Linked DNA regions of Mus musculus: region 1 is linked to region 2. A link is a contact called in public HiChIP or PLAC-seq data. All regions are on one chromosome and are shown on one strand. The core of a region is the stretch at or near the end of the contact, and the rest is flanking DNA. Distances in the headings are between cores, read along the strand shown.

Region 1 (2,700 bases), core at 184-2,683, 250 kb before region 2:
TGATCCATAGGTGCATACTGTAGTATATGTAAAAAGTGCTTTCCTTCAAGTCAGATGCCTGCAATATTTTGAGGGAAGGTAGACACACACACACACACACACACACACACACACACACCATTAAGAGCTGGGGAGATGACTCAGTGAGTAAAGCGTTTGCCACACAATCTTAAGGACCTGAATCTGAATCTCCAGAACCCAAGAAAAACAAAACAAAACACAGTGTGGTATAAAAATCAGTAATTGTGAGACACTTGAGGGTATAGGGGACCAAGAAGAAAAATTCCTGGAAGCCTGAGGGCCCAGTTCCGAGGCTGTCCTTTGTCGTAGAAAGAAGTACAAGTGTGCCTGTACATCTGCAACATTAAAAGTTGGTTGTTGGAGTAGGGTTTTTTTGGTTTGTGTTTTTGAGGCCATCTACACAGCTTTGGCTGGCCTGGGACTCAGAAATACCTGCCTCTGCCTCATGAGTACCATCATACCCCCCAAATTACAACACACACACACACACACACACACACACACAGTAGTAGAGCATTTGCTTATCAAGTGTGAGGCTATTGGTACATCCCATATAGCTTTTTAAAATTTTGAAGGATAAACCTGGGTGGGACATGCCTGCAATTCCAGCTCTAGGGAGAAAAGACTGGTGGCTTGCTCAAGGGCAATCAAGGCAACACAAGACAAGTAGAAACTGCCTCAAAAGCAAACAAACCAGCATGGTCAAACCAAGGCAAGGAACAGTCCTAATCCCACCACAGGGTCAGTTTCCATCCCCGCTGCTTTCCAGAATGACAGATCCAGTGCTGTGCACAGCATGAATCCTCGGAATCTGGGTTTTTCTGTTCAGAACGTTGCAGCTGGGGCTCATGTACGACATCACAAGTTCATTTTAGTGCTAAGTAGAATTCCACGAAGCTTACCCAGTGCGCTACAGAAAGACACCCTTCTTGGCCATAAAGCAAAAGACTTCCCCCTGCTGGTTAGTTGAGATAATTTAAATTTCTCAGGAAGTTGAAAAAGCAAAGAGGATCATGAGAAAAGTTGCTCATGTTGGGCTATAGCGGCTCAGCAAGGCATCAGGGGTCTTAGCAGAAAGAGAAGGGGTGTCTGCCCCGGCCTGGGTCCTTGTCTGGCTTAGACGCTGGTCTATCTTCTGACCAGCCTCCTTCCTGAGACTGCTCAAAGCTACAAGAACTAACTGAACAGAAATCCCCAGAAGGGCTGGCAGTTCGGCTTGAGAAGGAGAACGTGACCCTCGTAATTCACACTACGCGAGCCAGATATGAGGGTGCAGACCCCGCGGGCTTACCTGTGGGTCCCCTGAACCCTTGAGACATAGTGCCGGCAAGGCCCGCACCTGTGGCCGTAAGATGGCTGGCTCCCCAGAGTTCACTTTCGTTTCCTTGAAAAGGCTTCCCCGCCCAACTGTTGGGCCAAGAGGAGGGAGGGGTTTGCTCCCGGTAGCCGAGCAGCAGCATCCTGCCCACCATAAGGGCTGGGCCGCCGTAGTCCACGCCCACCGCCTTCCTCACCACTCCACCTCCACTAGCAGGGCACTATATACGTTCTCTGAGAGCTTGGGAGCTATTTACTTCACTGACAAGCTTATTTTTGTTCACGGTATTTTGGAAAGCTTCACTCAACAGCGCCCTCTCCGCCCTGTGAGGAAGTTCCTTTTCCGTGTTTAATCCCTACTGCTTGCGAGATTTACAAGTCTGTCCACTCCTAGAGTGACCATTGGCCAATGCCCTGTCCCCACTAGCCTGTCCTTCATTCCCCCTGTTGGCTGCTCCAAACTTCCTATCTTTTTGTAGATAAAATTCTTTACCTTCACGTATTCTGTTCTTTAGCCTAGAATGTTCCTCCCCCTTTCCTTGTTTTGTTTTTGAGACTTCAGAGGAATTCCACTTCCATATCCCTGGGTACCTGATGCGTTTGTACCAGTGTCAGCACCCAGCACATGGTGCAAGTAGGCCAGCATATGGCAGTCTGGGCATCTAGTGTATGCTACAACGTCAGCACCCAGCAGCACACACAGTGTAAGTAGAAGCCCCAGCATGTAGCAGTCTGGGCAAGATGGATGGCTCAAAAGTCACTCCCAATCATGTCCTCCCTGTTTGGTATAGCTGCCTGCCTTCAGTGCTCCCGGGGGCACTCCAGTGGGCAGGGCTGTTCTCGCCTATATCCCCTGCACAGTGAGTCCCAGACAGTCATAGGTGAGTGGATAATAGTGCACTCTAAGTAAAACAATTTGCGGAACAGAAACTTGGGGGGGGGGGGATAAAAAATGGCAATCAACACAGGAAAAGAGCTCAATCTTGTGCCATCAGGGAAACTCAGGAAAGGTCACAGTGAGTAGGTGTTCTTGTCCACTCACCAGTGTGGCACCATTAACTAGCACATAGGAGGACCAAGAAGGAGCAACCCCAGTCACTGCAGGAAGTCATTACTTAGAAACACACCCCATGGTTTAACCATTATATGCATTTAGCAGGATAAGCTACACAACACTGAAAGCAATCAAACTAAAATAAGCAGATGTTCCCACCTTAGGATATTACACAGCAATTGAAGTAAAAACCACAGCCAAATGCAGCAGATGGGAAACAATGTAACAATACTGAAAGAAGACCTCCTGTCCCAAACCAAGCAAAACCAAGGTCAATCATGTATTGCACAAGACAGGTTCAAGTCCAA
Region 2 (2,700 bases), core at 141-2,640:
TAAATAAAATATAAATAAATAATAAAAATTATATGCCAGGCATGGTGGCGCACGCCTTTAATCCCAGCACTCGGGAGGCAGAGGCAGGTGGATTTCTGAGTTCCAGGACAGCCAGGGTTACACAGAGAAACCCTGTCTCGAAAAACCAAAAAAAAAAAAAAAAAAAAAAAAAAAAAGAGAAAAAGAGAAAAAAATTCTAAACAAAAGTTTATAAACTTAGTTTACAAACTAGAAAACCTGACGGCTCATGATTCTAAAGGCTGAGCACCCACGGGGAGGGCTTACTTCATCCCCCTGCCTCTGCCCCTAAGGGTTGGCGTTAAAGACATTACACCACCGTGCCAGCTCCCGTTCCTTTCTTAATTACATTTATTTTTCCATCTTGTGTGTTTTCGTGTTGGGCATCAGAGCACGCCTTGCTGGAGCCGGTTGTCTCTTTCCTCATCCTGGCTCAGGCTCAAGCTTTTGTGTCAAGCCTTGTTACCTCTGAGCCCTGTCCTGCTGTCTCCTAGATGACTAATACCAACACAGCACAAATTAAGTGAACATTTTTTTAACCAGATGTTTGCTAAAATAAAGACAAAAAAAATAGTTCTTATTGAAAAGTATAGAATTTGTTGGTGATATTTGTCTTTATTGCTTATCCGTCATTCCTGGTCCATTAAAGAACCCCCAGAATATGTACTAATAATATGTAATAATATAACTAATAATAATATCAGTTTCGATATGATGGCAACTTGATGCTATCAGCTTGCTAATTTCATCTTTTCTTTTCTTCTCTTTTCTTCTCTTCTCTTCTCTTCCCTTCCCTTCCCTTCCCTTCCCTTCCCTTCCCTTCCCTTCCCTTCCCTTCCCTTTTCTTTTCTTTTCTTTTCTTTTCTTTTCTTTTCTTTTCTTTTCTTTTCTTTTCTTTTCTTTTTCAAGACAGGGTTTCTCTGTGTTGCCCTGGCTGTCCTGGAACTCACTCTGTAGACCAGGCTGAACTCAGAAATCTGCTGCCTGCCTCTGCTTCCCAAGTGTTGGGCATGCACCGCCATTGCGCGACACTAACCTTGTCATTATAAAAGCGTCTTTACCAAGGTCAGAACTTGTTCTATTTAACTGCAGCTTATTTATAGCTTTAAGATGTGCAGAAGTCTAGCACGCAAAATCTTCAAAAGTGTGAGGCAGGTGCCCCCAAAACAGCTCAGAGGCTCTCGAGTCTCTGTCAGCTGCTAGAGATAGAGATGAACACTGCAGCCTCCAGAACCATCTCCCCTCAAGGAGCCAGGACCCTAGAGAAGCGGATTCCTGATCTGGCTCTCTTTTTTCCCCACGATGGTGGGCTCTGCTGGAGAAACCCGGCCCTGCCAACAGAGGGCGGTCTTGCTCCACGGCCCCAAGCACAGCAAGTCTATACACCGCGCCGACCGACCATAGCCAGGAACAGCGTGAACCAAACGCTACACCAGCACTGCCCCAACTTCACGCTGCCCAACGGTCCAGAGAAACCCGGGTGGGGTGGCTAAGTCCAGGTGGCTCTGGCATGAGCGACTCTCGCAGATGAGGTGTGGGCTGGCCTTATGGGTCCTGCCAAAAGTCAGTTTTAGCCTCTATGCCCCGCAAACGAATGACCCACAAGAACACTCAGTACCACAAATATAAACAGCCGTCTGCAACTTGGAGTCCTCGAAATTTGAAAATTCCAGAAATAACTCTCCTTCACACAACTCCCCGAAGTGACACAGTCTCAGAGACTGAACCGTCTCAACCTTACACTAGAGTGATGTCACCAACACACGTCTGCATCAAAATCGGGGCACTCAAAGAGCTGGGACTGCACATTCCCAAGCAGAGAGGGTGACTGCTCTGTGTTCCTGAAGCAAAGGGACTGCCTGAAGTGGAAGGGAACTAAGCACAACACCTGTCTGTGTGTCTGTCTGTCTGGGTGGGTACAGAGGTATTCATTTTGTGTGATACAAACTCCCATGTAGCTCAGGCCATGGGAGGCCAAAACTGCTAAATTTATTTTTAAAGAAATTTGTTTAAAAAGTATGTATGGGTGTGTCTGTGCCTGCATGCTTGTACAAGTTCAGGTGCCACAGAGGCCAGAGTCATCAGAGTCCCTGGAGCTGGACATACAGATGCTGCACGCCACCTGATGGGTGCTAGGAACCAAACTCTGTCCCTCTAGAAGATCAGTAAGTGCTCTTAACCATGGGACCATCCATCTCTCCAACCCCAGAGGCCACAACTGCTAAATTTAAAAAGTTCTTTCCATTTCAAATGTTCTCTTGCATTTATCATTAACTATCACTATTATTGCTATTATTAACTATTAGTGGGGGGCTGAGGGGAGAGAGGAATGGAAGGAGGAGAGTGGAATACACAGGCGTGAGTGAAGGCCAGAGGACAACTTTGGGAGTCAGTTCTCTTCAACTCCATTGCTGAGGCTTGACCCCACCCCCACCCCCTTCTGATGTGAATACTCGGGCCACATGAAGTACTCCAGGCTACAAGATCCAGGTAATTCTCCTGTCTCAAGTACAGACAGCTTTTTAAATTTTATTTTTAATCTACTTGTTGTTGTTGTTGTTGTTGTTGTTGTTTGTTTTTTGTTTTTTGAGACAGGGTTTCTCTGTATAGCCCTGGCTGTCCTGGAACTCACTTTGTAGACCAGGCTGGCCTCGAACTCAGAAATCTGCCTGCCTCTGGCTC

Evidence for each region. HiChIP or PLAC-seq counts read pairs in DNA pulled down with a chosen protein or histone mark.
Region 1: an H3K4me3 HiChIP or PLAC-seq map of bone marrow-derived macrophages shows a contact between it and region 2, with 4 times the contacts expected there. The contact joins the promoter of Adar here to the enhancer-like site in region 2. A contact is called at or near these places in 1 of 15 datasets of contacts at CTCF or cohesin (the NIH/3T3 cell line), 1 of 484 Hi-C or Micro-C datasets (nephron progenitors), 10 of 115 datasets of contacts at active chromatin or transcription factors (the 230-238 cell line, the SCID.adh cell line, T-cell acute lymphoblastic leukemia and 7 more) and 4 of 9 other capture datasets (adipose tissue, embryonic stem cells, liver and 1 more).

The regions. Positions count from the first base shown.
Region 1 is chr3:89,729,451-89,732,150 of GRCm38.p6, reverse strand. Adar (adenosine deaminase, RNA-specific) reads right to left here and starts at 1,433. Exons shown (of 15, transcript NM_001146296.1): 1 at 1,313-1,433. The coding sequence starts at 1,340.
Region 2 is chr3:89,484,026-89,486,725 of GRCm38.p6, reverse strand. No RefSeq gene overlaps it. Among named protein-coding and RNA genes, the nearest start is that of Pmvk, 26 kb to the right of the region's middle. Within about 2 kb of position 1,390, at least 29 of the 459 cell types and tissues checked have an H3K27ac peak or open chromatin away from gene starts, as enhancers often do. A contact at or near this core is called in the SCID.adh cell line, bone marrow-derived macrophages, epiblast stem cells and 1 more, where this site is marked.